2 separate regions of the Zea mays genome follow, and region 2 is linked to region 1. Evidence: chromatin contacts called from public Hi-C data. All regions are on one chromosome and are shown on one strand. Each heading gives the region's core, a stretch centred on a gene start, on an enhancer-like site or on the middle of the called end of the contact. The rest is flanking DNA. Distances are from core to core; before and after follow the strand shown.

The links. A called contact is a pair of places that touch in the nucleus more often than the background predicts.
Region 2: a Hi-C map of leaf shows a contact between it and region 1, with 6 times the contacts expected there. The contact joins the promoter of LOC100282338 here to the promoter of LOC100272679 in region 1. A contact is called at or near these places in 4 of 25 Hi-C or Micro-C datasets (ear, leaf and tassel).

Annotation. Positions count from the first base shown.
Region 1 is chr4:248,499,918-248,507,120 of Zm-B73-REFERENCE-NAM-5.0, reverse strand. It overlaps LOC100272679, which reads left to right and starts at 4,544. Exons shown (of 9, transcript NM_001348051.1): 1 at 4,544-5,085; 2 at 5,415-5,441; 3 at 6,095-6,174; 4 at 6,392-6,464; 5 at 6,647-6,704. The coding sequence starts at 4,963.
Region 2 is chr4:248,639,165-248,646,367 of Zm-B73-REFERENCE-NAM-5.0, reverse strand. It overlaps LOC100282338 (DNA-directed RNA polymerase II 16 kDa polypeptide), which reads right to left and starts at 3,014. Exons shown (of 2, transcript NM_001159480.2): 1 at 2,746-3,014; 2 at 1,853-2,602. The coding sequence starts at 2,794. The coding sequence ends at 2,217. LOC103654974 (splicing factor ESS-2 homolog) reads right to left here and starts at 6,429. Exons shown (of 1, transcript XM_020552964.2): 1 at 4,711-6,429. The coding sequence starts at 6,321. The coding sequence ends at 4,840. It overlaps LOC100193979, which reads left to right. Exons shown (of 6, transcript NM_001139046.1): 4 at 1-139; 5 at 233-314; 6 at 928-1,394. The coding sequence ends at 1,131.

The DNA of each region.
Region 1 (7,203 bases), core at 3,295-5,794:
GCTGGTTTGTATGTTTGCTTGTTCATGTTGCATAGTTATCGAAGCATTCGTGCCGTCTCGTGGAGGCCAGATCTGCGAGTCTACGCTAGGCGGTGGAGCCAGAAGCCAGTTCCACGACCTCCCCTTCCCCCTTCGCCGAATAAGCACGACAAGCTCACTGGATCCCTTTGATGCATAAATTACCTATGATTTTTCAACCACAACCCTCAGCCTGTTATTTTATGCATGATATGATTTTGAGACAAGTTATTATGGCCACCCAGCCGCTTGCCGCAATCAATCCCTGATATATATGTTCCAAATGATTTGAGAACAGATGTGAGTTTTCAAAAGAAAATGCTTTTCAAAATGTGTGTGATGAAGGGTTTTCACCCTTATCACCTTGTGAGTGGGATAATCCGGGACTCCCTGGTTTAGGGGAGGGCCTAAGGTGTTGGCTCAGCTGGTTTAGGCGTGAGCAGAAGGATTGTCCCCTCATATAAGGACCGGTTTGTCATCTTCACTACCTGTACTCGTTAATAGTACAACCACTCGAGACTGTGTGGGCAGTCACTCAATCTGAACTCGTACGGTCCAACCCCAGGGTTATGAAGGCTGGGGAGCACCAGGAGGATAAGGAGGGGGAAAGTTTTGTCCGGTTTGGACATGGTGGTGGCCTGACTCCTTCCGAATAATCGTTAAGGTTAGGACGTGCGGGGAAAGAAAGAGAGTCGGATTCGGGTCTCACTAGCTATGAGATCGCAGAGCCGGACTAGTGGGTAAAGTGTACACCTCTGCGCAGAGTTCAAACTTATTCGAATAGTCTGTGTCCACAGGAATGGACGAGTCTGGTATGGTAATTAATGTTTTGTTTTCCAAAAAAAGAGATGGTTTTGAGAAAAGTGGTTTTTAAAAGGTTCGGCGGTTGAGCCGTGAGCTATGGTGGACGGGAAGTCCAGTAGCTGTTTTTGAAAAGGAAAACCAGTGGGAAACTGTTGAGATACCTGGATGGTTTAGTCCAGGGGATTTTGTTATAATACTGAAAAACTTCCTGCTCCTTTTGGAGAGGATGCGCTTTGCAAAAATACAAAATGTTTTTCAAAAACAACTCTGCATAAAATATTGCTGTTTCTGCAAAATATCCTGAGCTCCACATATTCCATGCATTATATCTGATTTCCCCATTCCGCGGGTGAAGGTGGGTTGCTGAGTACGTTTGTACTCACCCTTGCTTATTTGTTGTTTTTCAGAAAAAGGAGATCGGGTAAGAGTTACGAATGTTCCCAACCTTGCCTGTGGCTGTTGGACCACTGATTTGCTTCGCTGCGTATATCGGGCTGCTTCAGCCCTACTCTGATGATATGTCTCGAGTTGTGGACCAACTCTTAAAGTTGATCGCCACCTTTATAGGTTTGTCTCGTTTAAGCAGATCTGGAATCATCTGATGTATAAATGTGTTTACTAGCCTCCTGAGACTAGTAATTGTAACACATTTGAGTCCCAGAGGATTGGGGACGCTTCAGTACTATATTCTCTGCACATTATTTTTCTCTAGACATTTACCCAACACTACTAACTGTTATATTCACTTTTTTAGGTTCATCCTGGAAAACCTTTTGATGGTGATGATGCAGAGCATATGCAATGGATTTATTCAGAGGTATCTATATCGCAATGTCATGTAACTTAATTTATTAGTAGCCTGCTTGTTGTAAATCATTTGGCAGACATGCTTTAAAGAGAGCAGAGTTTTTTGGCATTGCTGGTGTTACATATACTTTGGCACATGTTTGTTTTTTGTTTATTGACAACATTTTGCCCATGATTTAAGGCATTAAATATTTTTTTGCATGTAAATATGTTAAAAAATACAACACTGTTCTATCTATTCTTATGTTATAAGAGGCTAGCAATTTGGGCTTGGGTATTAAAAAAATGGATTGTTGAGATAGCTCATCATCTTCTTGTATGACTGCTTGAGTTATATAAAATGCTAATGTCTGAATATAAGAATGGTTCTAAATTAGGGGTATATCTTCTTTAGGTTCCATTAAGTAGTGGAGTTGCTTATGTTTTTAATAGTTGTCTTGTAATATGGTAACTGGTTAACTGGATAAGCTCTACCCCGGTTCAAATGAAATCTCACTCGTTTATTAGTTTATCTTTGGTTTTAGTGCTATTGCATATATGCTTATTTGTTGCTTTGTGCACAAAAAAGATGTTTGTCATCAATTTTTTTTCTTGTCTTCCTTATTATTCAAATCACCTCAACTGTATGTATATGTCTGTCTGTCGAAACTGGTTTTTTGTTTCTTTACGCACACCGTACCCTGTAGCAAGCAATTCACGGATGAGCGAAAGAAAGGTCCATGGTTTGTACTGATGCACATCTCCTATATATACTACCTACTCGAGGTGCTAGAAGAACTATGGAACATTCTCTTTAGATGATGTGGCTTTTAATTAAAGTTTTAATATTTTTCCCATTATAAACACTTTGTGATATTCTCAGTAGCTCATCATCATCATCATCTCTCTCTCTCAACATTGTAGATTGGCAATGATGCTTCTCAATTTATTGGTCCACTTGTATTGAACCTATTGATAAATGTATGTTTGTCATTCCATGACTTTCCCCATCGTTAACATGACTATTGAAGTGCATTGATCCTAGAACATACTGTGCGATTATGCGTATCTTAGCGCACCTTTATTATGCTCTTTGCACCAATATACTTTGTTTTTTTCCTTTTTCGGTATTTGAAAAAAGGTGATCCATCTTGGAGCATTACATCTACGCTTTCTTGATCTTTGCAGAAGTTGGTTGTTTATCATATCACCTTTGTTACATAGGTATGTACCCGAACTTAAAGTTAGTACAACTAAGTAGCTAACTACAGTCATAGAAGGAACTATTATCATGCATGGTAATTGTGAGAATTCCATCACCGGGTGTTTTATTATTTTCATGTGATTTCAGGTTATGGACAACTATGGTAAGAGTAGGCCTTCAGTCATGAAAACTACCAGACTGTTGCTTGCCGTTGTTTGATGAAGATGGCTGGAGGGGCTTTTATAGAGGTTTTGGACCAAGTTTTCTTAACATGTCTGTTTCTCGTCTAACAAAATATTAATAAGATGGAAGTCTGATATAAAAATAGGATGTGAAAAATTTAGATCTATAATAATGTACGCTATTCGTTTTTTGTGCAGTTATTGTACATTAACATTTTATCGAATTTGTGTGTCATTGCAACGCACAACCATTGTACTATATTTTTTAGGTATGTAACTAACAAAAGTATAGAATAACAATAATTGTTTTGCATATCAATGTATTTTATCATAGTGCTTATACATCTCATTGCATCTTACCAGTACATGTTGAGTCCGTAGCAACATACGGACATACACCTAGTGTTGTATATAAGTTATCATGGTATAATATGTTCTCGTTGCAACGCACGTGTACTCACTTAGTTAGTAATCATGTTAAGTATACCACATTCCTTTACGAGAAATAAAAAATGCAATAGTAATGTAGTATGTCGTTGAAATGGCGTGAGAGTAGGTATCGAGTGGCCACATTTAGAGATATCTAAAAGGTTTCTATAAGTCTCTTCTAAATTATTTTTTTTTGGAAAACGTAAAAACAGTTCCCCTTGAATTAGCCCTATTTTTTTAATTTCTCTTAAAAGTCACTCATTTATAGCTAGAAACAGGAATTTTTCTGGGCGAGTCGCCGCCAAGTTGAGTTGATTTTACCCTTTTTACCGCTTCCCGTGCACATGGTTGCTGCAGCCCACCTCTTCCACTGTCCCAACGTCACCATATGCATTGATCACTATGCCTACAAGTGACTGAGACATGTCAATTGAATAGAAAATCATACCTTGATAGCACGTAGATGAATGAAGCGGCTGGACTGACTATGGAAAATGACAATACTATGTTTGATCAACATAGGTCCAAGGTTGGTTTAACGTAGTTTAAAATTTCTATATATACTTTTAAGGTGACCGTTGGAGAACATATTAAAATCTATTCTTTATAGATTATAGGATGATACTTAAAACATGTTGATAGTTATTTTTAGGGAGCTTTTAGAGATGTTCTTAGCTGATGCCATTTGGAACACTAAATTTTAGAGACCACAATATCGAATATTTGCAGGAGGGTGTGAACCTCTAAATTTAGAGCAACTCCAGTAGTTCTCTAAAAAATAGCTTGCCAAAATCATGTTTAGCAAGTTGCTAAATAGCTATTGGAAGTAAAAAATAACTTAGTCTCCAATAGTTGCTCATATTTACAAAGTAGTTCGATTTCGAATCTATCTTTAGTGGCCCTGCCCTTATGAGATCTGTCTGATAATAAGGTTGAGAGCAGAGGATGTGAGGGCGGAAGAAAAAAGGTCGTCGATATAAACTATGGATGAGTGGTGGTCCGGTGGCGTAACCTATGAGGAAGTTAGGTTCGACGGTGAAGGATAAACTTGTGTCATGCGTGTTTGACCTAGCTACCTCATTATGCTAGAAAATGAAAAAAGAGCGTGCTATACCTGGCTATCTTACTGGGTGGGAAAGAGAAAAATAATCACGCTAGTATGAAGAAATTGACGTCAACTGCATTTACGGAGTTCCTACCGAGTTGCTAAATGTGGAGAGTAAATAGAGTTGAATAGCAACTAAGTAAATTTAGCAAGTCTATTTAGAGAACCATTGGAGAAGCATTTTTCTGTTCATTTCTTAAATTTAAGATTTAGAGAGTTGTTTAGAGAACTATTGAAGTTGCTCTTAGAGGCCCTTGTTGTCTTGTTGAAGAGTTGAAGACACCGCAGTTCCGGAAACTTCTGTAGCAGCTGAAATAGTACGGACGTGTTTGAACATGTACAGGATCTCGAGGCCACATCTGTAAAACGACCACCCCTCACGCGGAAGCGGAGACTGGAAATCGGGAGGGAGACCGGAGACGAGACCGCCGGAGATGGAGCCGAGATCTGCAATCTACAGATCCGGCGCCTTCCTTCTCCTCGCCGCCATCCTTGCGGAGGTCGTCATCCCTGCATCCGCCATCGGAGACAAGTGCGCCGCCTGCAAGGCCGTTGCTGTGAGTTCCCTCTTCCGCTTCCCTATATATGTACCTCGAGTTCGGATCTTAGCGTTCTCTCTGTAATTTCGATGCTGCTGGAGTCAAACCTGGCAAGCACCATCGTGTCGGTAACTTGAAATCGCTGGATAGATTCGCGCGATGCTGCACTGAGTAGTGGGAAATACGCCATTCTGTATGAAAGACTCAATTTGGGTTCAAGTGGCATATCCGCATATGGAAGTGCCTACCTACTGCCAGCAAATGAGATCTGTGTTTCATATGTTTCAATTTTGTCCCAGCAATTTGAGACACACGCTTTCTGACGTGCCTCTTCATCTTCTTTCCAGGCGGAGCTAGAGATTGGAATTTCGAGTGTAAGTGAATCTACAACTTCTCTTTCAGTTGCCTTTAATTTAGGCTTTGTTTGGTTACATCCAGATAATCAGTACCCCTATGTTCTTTTTATTTGTCACGGTTTAGTTCAAAAATGAACTAGCGAGCGACAAATATTCGAGAACGGAGGTAGTATTCGTTAAACTTTAGCTACCTTGAAACCAATTGTCTAAATAATGAACTAGATAAACTTTAGCTAGACTCCTGATTTCTTTAACTTATTATCTTTTTTTAACCTCAGCTAATGACAGATAATATTGGGTAATTGACCCGTATAACCATGATTTTCACTGGTGGCGCCAAATAAAAAGGGTACTCATGTCCTTTTGTTTGTATTAGCTAGTTCATTATCTAGAGAACCAAACACCCCAATGCTACGTAATACTTTCAGCTAACTGGGGCGGAACCAAACACGGCATTAGTGACTCTTAGTTTCCAACCATTTTTTTGCAATGCTGATTACGGTTTTATTTCTATTAAATAGTACATTTATTATACTTCTCAAGTACGGAAGTATTTTTTTTAACAATTGACAAAGCAATCATTCCATAATCTTAGCAGCATATTACCATATTAGTTTCTTGGTGTTGGCACCATTTGATCATATTTTTTATTCCTGGATCCTCTAATGCAGGAGAAGCCGAGAAATCACTTGGACTTGCGCAACCGCTTAAATTCTAAAGGCCAGAGGGAGGGGAAGGTCATTGATTATAGGTAAAAAAACAGCATGATCACATACTTATTTTTAGTGACAAAAGCGATGCATATTGGGAAAATATTTAGTGGAACAATTCATGATTTAACATTCCACATGGAGACCCTTTGATCTTGACACACATCGTTTGGCCTCACATACTTATAGCAATTTATCGACATATTTTGTTGCTTACTTTTGTCATGTTATGTACTTTGTTCTGTATACATGGTGCAGGGTCAGTGAGCTTCGGGTTGTGGAACTTCTGGATGGCCTATGCGATAAGATGCAAGATTATACCTTAAAGAAGGCAGGGATTAAAGATTTATAATTGTTTTATAATTTGCACTTGACACTATCTTATTGGTGCTGCATCCCTTTTCTATGTATCAAGTGTTATAAACATGCCATAAATATGAACTGTTTTTTCACTTTTTAGCGCACTTTGAATACGCTAAACATTTAGCTACCTAACATGTTTTTTGTATGCAGTTGGAATCAGGCGAAAAGGGATGGGTTAAAGTAACAGACTGGAATAGCTTTCAAACTGGTAATTTTTACCAGTTTTATGGCTCTTGTTGTCATGGGCATCATAGGGAGCGGTCACTCATGTGGGGCCGCACCCATGCGCGCCAAAAGCGAGAGGCCGCAGGGGGCGCTGCCAGCGCCCGTGCCTTCCTTGCGCGCGCTGCTGCCAGCGCCCCCTGCGGCCTCTCGCTTTTGGCGCGCACCCATGACACTTGTTTACTCTTCAAATGGCCTGTTACTATATTGAAACTGAGAGCCCGAATTGCAATGTTAATCCATAGTTTCATAATTATGCTAATGCATTCTGTGATTCTGTATGCTTAACCGTTCTCTTACATGTATCATCACAGAAAATGCAGGCACCAGGGTTATAACTGTGTTTGTTATAGTTACTAAATGTCGTTACACAATAGACTTTTACAGGCGATTCAGATTCAATGATGTGAATATATAATCTTGGAGAATATTACAGAAAAAAATTGTTTTATAAATTGATCCCTGACAAGGAAATGAACTTGGCA
Region 2 (7,203 bases), core at 1,765-4,264, 140 kb before region 1:
CATGGGCGAGCAAGAAGGAGGAGGAGAAGGACGCCTCGCTCTCGCTGAAACCGGTGCCCATGGACCAGTCGACGCAGAACATAACCGCGATCCGTGCGGCTGCGTGGGAGGAGGCGGAGAAGGCCAAGTATTTAGCGAGGTGCTTATGTCTGATTGTCTTTTATAGTATCTATGTTCGAATCCTCTGCGTGCTCGGTGACTTGATATTATCCTGTGCTTTTCTGCTCTGCAGATTCAAGCGAGAAGAGATCAAGATCCAGGCTTGGGAGGACCATCAGAAAGCCCAGATAGAAGCTGAGATGAGGAAAATCGAGGTTCGCAGACTGTTTCCTGTCAATTTTCCTGTTAATAACGATGGGCGATAGATCCCTGATGGATTCTCCACGTTACCGAGACACACATGCATTTTCACCTCTTGAGTTTTAACTTGTGAAAGTTTAAAACACAGAGGCGAAAAGTTAGCGGCCTAGATCCCACACCTGCTGCGGCTACTATCCGTCTGAACTCAATGGCATTGCCCTCTCTAGGCTATCATTTCATTTGGACACTCCCGATGAAGATGCAATGCATTCTCAAATTTAGCATGAGATATAACTTACAGCCAGGACACTAGTTTTCGACTGCACCTGCACATAGCGGTTGGCGTCAGTATCCATTTGGATTTGACAGTAGCAAGTAGTCCAAGTGTTGTTTGTTCTTAATACAGGACGGCAAGTGTTTCTAGGCTACTGTACTCAAATGAGGCAGCCTCGTTGTGCTGTGCCACCACTCTGTGATTCAGTTCTTCTGTTCAGTTTGCCATAGATGTTCAGGTTCAGAAGAACATACAAACCCAAAGGGTGCAGCGCTGAGCTGTGTTTGTGGATACTGCATTGTTGGTATCGATAGTTTTAACCATGGCCCGTGCTTTGCGTTCCTTTCCTCAAGGTCGAGGTGGAGCGGATGCGTGCCCGCGCGCAAGACAAGCTGATGACCAAGCTCGCGTCGGCGAGGCACAGCGCAGACGAGAAGCGTGCCACGGCGGAGCTGAAACGGAACCGCGCAGCCGCGAGGACCGCTGAGCAGGCAGAGCACATCAGGAGGACCGGCCGGGTGCCGCCGTCGTTTGGCTGCTGGAACTGGTGCTCATGAAGTGCCCATGGAAGATGAGTCGCCCGTTGAGAATGAGTCGCTTGTAAGCTGTTGTAACTATATATATATATATATACACACGTATGTAAGGTGTGAGATCCATGCGTCCTGTGCTGTGGTGGTTACTGTGTAAGTGTCACAGATGTACCGAATTCAAGGCCGAGCTTGGATTCCTAGTGCACATATGTGATAAACTTCACACCAAGAGACCTCCATGCTAGTTGTGACTGAATTTGATTTGTGCTCTACTTGATGCTTATACTAACAGTCCGCACTGTGATAGAGCTAGATATAGCAATGGTAATTAAGTTTACATGTTAATTAACTTGATTAACCAACAAGGTTCCACTAATCCATAGAACACCAACCTGAGTACCGGCAAGAAAAAGATGTGTCGGCGAGTCTTCAGTTCTGGGCCTGCGGTTTCTATTTGGGAAGGAGTGTACTACAGCATGAAGGAGCAGGAACTGAAGAACATATACTGGATGTTCGTTCATTTCTGCCTTGAAAGAGTCCTACAGCACGAAGGAACCGAAGAGAGCAGAACATAATCCAAGCACTGACCTAGGGGAAGGGTGCTTTGCATCGAAGGCCTACAAAGTTAAAATTCACGCAATGGAAGCGTGTCTGTGTAGACAGACTAGAAACAGTTTGAGATATAGCTGAACCACACATGTGTTCGTAGTCGTAGGTTAAGCGTGTCTGTGCTCGAGCGATTAGGTTCCATTAATTCATGTATACATGACTAGATGGAAAGCGGATGAAGATAATATGAACCTTAACAATAGCAAGGAAATCAGTACATTTCGAGCTGAAGAACAGAGGGCATGGCCAACTCGGATCCTCATCCTCTGCAGGCTTCTCGTGTAGAATTCCAGACAGATCATCAACCACACACATACTACTAGTATATTGGATTATCGATCAAACAAGGTTCTAATCAATACGCAGACGTGAACCTCAACGATAGTAGTGTAAGGCAAGTAAAATTTTATCAGTACATCGTCTTGATGTTGAATTCCCCTCCTCTCTGGATGCTCGCTACTCCAAGAGAAAAGAAGATAAGAGAAGAGAGGGCTCCCGCTCTACTCGAACTTCTTGATGAGGGAGAGGTCGTTGAGCATCTTCTCGATCTTCTCGTCCCCGGGGTCGCCGACGAACCTGCCGCCGGACTTGAGGGAGGGGACGAGCGCGGTGGCCTCGCCGCTGGTGTCGGGGCAGAGGTTGCCGAGCGTGCAGAGCTCGAACTCGGCGAGGCCGTAGCGGCTCAGCGTCTCGCGGACCTGGCGCACGGCGTCGGGGTTCTTGTAGCGGCTGAAGCGCTTCACGTACTGCAGCGACTTCTCGAACACCTGCGACACCTGCGACGACGGGTCCGACTCCGACGACGCGTGCTGCTGGATCTGCTCGTACTTGTGCTCCAGGATGATCGCCACCTCGCAGTTCATCAGGCACTTGGCCTTGAGGAACTCTGCGCCCACAGGCTTACGGGTGAGCTGAGTGAGATCGAGAGGGAGGACGAAAACCCTAGCCCGCCCGCGCGCCCAAGGACTGGACGGTGGTTGAGAAGGGAGGGGAGGAGAGGAGAGGAGGGCGGCGCGGAAGAGCATGGACCTTCGCCGATCTTGAGCTCCGCGGCGTTCTCCTCCTCCTCGCCAGACATCGCTGGTGGCTGGTGGTGCTTCCGACCGGGGCGAAGTCGCTCGCTGGAGTCGGCCGACGGGGAATGGGGCTGGGAATTGCGAATTGCGATTGGAGTCGCGACGGGAGCGGGGAAGCCAAGGATGACGGCGGGAGGGCTATGCCTATGTGCTGGGCCGTATCGCCATGGGCTCTGGTCCAAACTTACAGATTGGGCTATGCTCGGCGTGGACTGAGCTGGGCCTCGGAATAGGAGTTTTTTTTTTTTTTTTTTGCTTCCTACCTATCATATCGTACGTATCACCAGATGGTGAGATATTGTGCATCATCCATTGAGCAGTCTACTTCCCTAATTCCTGTAAGCTGCCAGTGTCGAGTCTCTATAACTCGGTTCCTTGCATCTTTTTGGTGCCGATAAGATTAGCTGTTCGCTGGGGCTTTAAGCCATAGCCATCTGTTCGAACTGTTCTAATTATAATTCATAAAGATAAAATATACCAATTAAAGTCAAGCCAACAAGCTTGTCTTTTCTAGGATATATGGCGAACCTCTATAAAAGAATGTTTTCGGTAGACAGCTCTATATCAGATTAATTATTTCCAAATGTTTTTTTGTCATAAATCAGTTCCATTTTCTGCCATCGAATTGTATTTTTACACAAACACCTGTGCGAATCTGAATTAGGTAGCATCTCATCGTGCTTGTTATTTTGCTGTTGGACAGGTCTTATGTATAGGACCATGGCAGAGATTTCTGCCTTGTCTTTGTTTTTAGGGATATAATGATAGCAAACCACTTAGTCTGTAATGTAAGCCGAAATTATACTGAGATTGACTTAGAACACTTGCTACATTTCAGTCCTAGTTCATACATTATGTTATTTTAACCGAACCCCCGCAATCGCAGGATCATAGAAGCATGTCACGAAAATATAATATGTTCAACGAAGAATCAAGGATTGAGGATGCAAGTACAAAAATATCAGAACTACAACGTTCAAAAATTTATGAGTATGGATCAACAACAAAAAAAATTGAGGCTGCAATATGCAAACATTCAACACCTCATTCTACATCCGAATCTCTTCCTCTGCTGCCTGCCTTAACAGATCCAGCTATCAGCATAAGGACACTTCATTTTGCATCTCTGTGTACAGGATATGAATATGACTCCACGATCCAAGGCCAGAAGATGCAACTGAACATGATCCAAGTCATAAAACCAATGAACTGCCAAGCCTGATCTTCTGATGTGAACTACAACTCAACTCTCAATCTGGTCGATACAACAACAACAACAACAACAACAAAAACTTCCACAGAAAGGCGAACACACAACTAACCAGAAATCAGCCTGAGGCTTCAGATTGGCTCCCCACCATGGCACACACTAGCATCTAGCGTGATGAAAGGAGAAGCACCACACCGTCCTCCACAATACTGCCATCTACCTTTTTCTTTTCTTCTCCCAAAATTCCCCCCAGCCAACCAATGTTGGTAAACACTCTCAAACAGGCGAGCGACGATTAGAGAAGCCGAGAAAGAGTGGAAATAGACAAAGGTCCTCTCCCCCAAACTATATTTATATATGTTTCCCCAGTTTGGCAAACTATTACAATAGGATCCATTTTGTTATATACATCTATGCGGAAAAGAGTACAAACATAAGAAATAAACTACAAACTATTAGGCTATCTCCAGCAGCTCCCTTATCTCATTCCTCATCCCACCTCCTATTTCAAACTCTTTTATGAGATTTTTTTGCAAGACCAGATGCACGATCTGCCTTAGAGTACAGTACAGTGACATGGAAGTTCTTGCCAAACCCATTGTTTCTGCCCAGATGCCTATGCCTTTGAAATTGAAAATTCAAGTACATGTTGGAACTTAGCATGCAAAGATATGCTCATGACATTGATTTTGGTAAGGGTGGCTCAGATAATAGAAAAATAAGCATCACTTCATCATTTACTATCTTCCATCATTATACAATTTGTTACAGTACAGGATGGGCCACCTACCCATTTTATGAAATAACATTAAGAGGTTTACTAACACTCACCAACACTCACCAGGGAGGGGTGGAACCCTGCCTTGTGGATGGAGAACGCGATGCGAGGCCAGGGTCTCTTGAAAACCTTGACTTGGGAGTGCTCGCAGACGGGGTCGAGCCTCTGTAGCTTGCACGGAGAGATTCGTCAATGGCGCTGGAGGACTTTGACGACTTGGAGATGGCGTTCCTCACGAATTTTTGCGCGGCTGGCGAAAGGGTTCTAGGGCTCGCGCTGACACCCCTCGCAGGGGAGGGTAGGGGCGGCCTATGGAAGGGCTTAGACCGCTCCTTTATTTTCCGGGCGGCATCCCTCGAAAGCAAGTGCGCCTTGACGTCGCGAGCAGGAGGTGGTGGCATCTTGAAATGCGCTCTCTCGCTGCCGCCCGGCGTCTCGTCGGGGTCCAGCCTCAGCGGCGTTCCGTCGATCTCACCCCACGTCATGAACGGCGACTCGTCCACGCCGGGTGCCGGCGACGGTGTCCTCACAAAACTGTACCCGTTGCCAGCCTTCTTGTCCGACTCGAGGTAGAAAGGGTTCGGGGTCTTCCTCAGGTCCTCCAGATCGTACTTCTTCAACTTGTCAGGGTCGTGGTAGGCCATCCCTCCCGGAGTAGAGCCTGCAACTAGCGCGTACAGTATGGCGGCCCCCTCCTCCTCCTTGGGCCTAGCGTCATCAGCCGTGGCTCTGCCATGTAGCCTGGTGTTCGACTTGTCTATCTCCTTGGTCATTCCCCTGAGCCGCTCTGCGCGCTCCTCCTCCGTGAGGGGCGCTTCCCCCTGGTCAGCCGGATAGTACATCAGCAAGTTCTTTGCCGTGAACTTGGCGCCCTCGAGCGTGCTCGGTGGCTGCCCCGATGTACCGTACCCGTCCGTGATCCTGTTGCGCTTGGCGTCCTCTGACGGTTTAGTCCCCGCCTCGACAGGCGGCGGCGGCTCCAGCAGGTGCGCGTAGCGTTCGCGGCGGCGCTGGTTCACCTTGTCTAGGATGCGCGAGAAGGAGTCGTTGTCCTCGCTGGTGAAGCGGTGGAAGAAGCCGTCCAGGGAGAGCGCGGCCGCGACGTCGTCGTCGTGGTCGGCGTCGGGACCTCTCACGCCGCCGGCGACGGATCCGGCGGGGGTGGTGAGAAAGGACGGGGAGCGGAGCGCGGTGGAGGTGGCCGGCGTCGGCGTGGGGACGGGCCCCGCCGCGTGGCGCTGGGCGCGGCGGCGGCGGTCTAGGATCTTGAGCTGCGCGTCGCGTAGGATGAGCGGGTCGTGGGACCGCACGGCCTGCAGCCAGTCGAGGCGGTCCCGGAGGCGGGGCAGGTCGGGGAAGTAGTCGCGCTCGATGATGCGCTCGATGGCGGCGACGTAGGTGTCCTCGTCGAGCACCTCCGACCGGCGACGCTTCGAGGAGGGGGCGTTGGAGGGGGGCGGGGAGGCCGGGCGAGGGGTGGAGGGCGCGGGTGTGGGCGACGGTGAGAGGAGGCGGGGCGAATTGCCCGGCGAGCGGAGCATCGCGGCGGCGGTGGCGAGTCTAGGGTTACGGCGATTGGGGGATCGAAGAAGGGGAACTTGACGCGGTTTCGGCGTTTCGCCGCTGTGTGTCAGGTACTCAGGTGTCGGGGGATAGGGGCTGGGGCGGGGGATGTTATATAATGGCTCGACGCGGATTCGGAAAAGCAGTTGGCTTTCTCTTAGGCGGTTAGTTAGTTATGGATCTGGCCTAATGATTTAAGTTAACAAATACTTAGGTGTTAGTCGAGAATTACAACAAAGTCCATTAGTGGAACTTCCTCTGACGTCCTATTAGTTATCTTTTTGAACAAGGTTTAAGTCAAGCTTAAAAAATTTGACTACAAATAACTATTTTATTATGTAGTTTTAAAATATAATGTTTATATGTATCGATTTGTCTTAACAAGTATACTATCACACCGACCATCATTTGCCAGCAGCTATGATGAATACTTAGAACACTTATTTAGCACTGCTATCTGTTACTGAATTATGTGTCACATATACATATTTAGTGAGTCTTTCCAAAGCTCTACCTTTTTTCGAGCATAACATGTACTCCTTTGCAATCACACTCACGCTTTTTGGACAATCACACCGACCATCATTTGCCACCTGCAGTGCTGGTAAGAAACTTGTAAGAGCGATGTAAGATGCTTACATAATTTGTGTTCCACCACCACCCTTGAGAGTAGTTATAGGGTTTATAGTTTATTTGTTTCCTTTTGTTTCTATTATGTACTAACAATGACAGGACCAAAGACCTAAGCGGACAAGGATAAGGACACTAAGCCTACTGATAGTGAGTGTGTCCTCCATCTGGATTTGAAGGAGATGATGCGTGTATTGACTAAATCTTTTGAGAGCCACACCATTGATGCT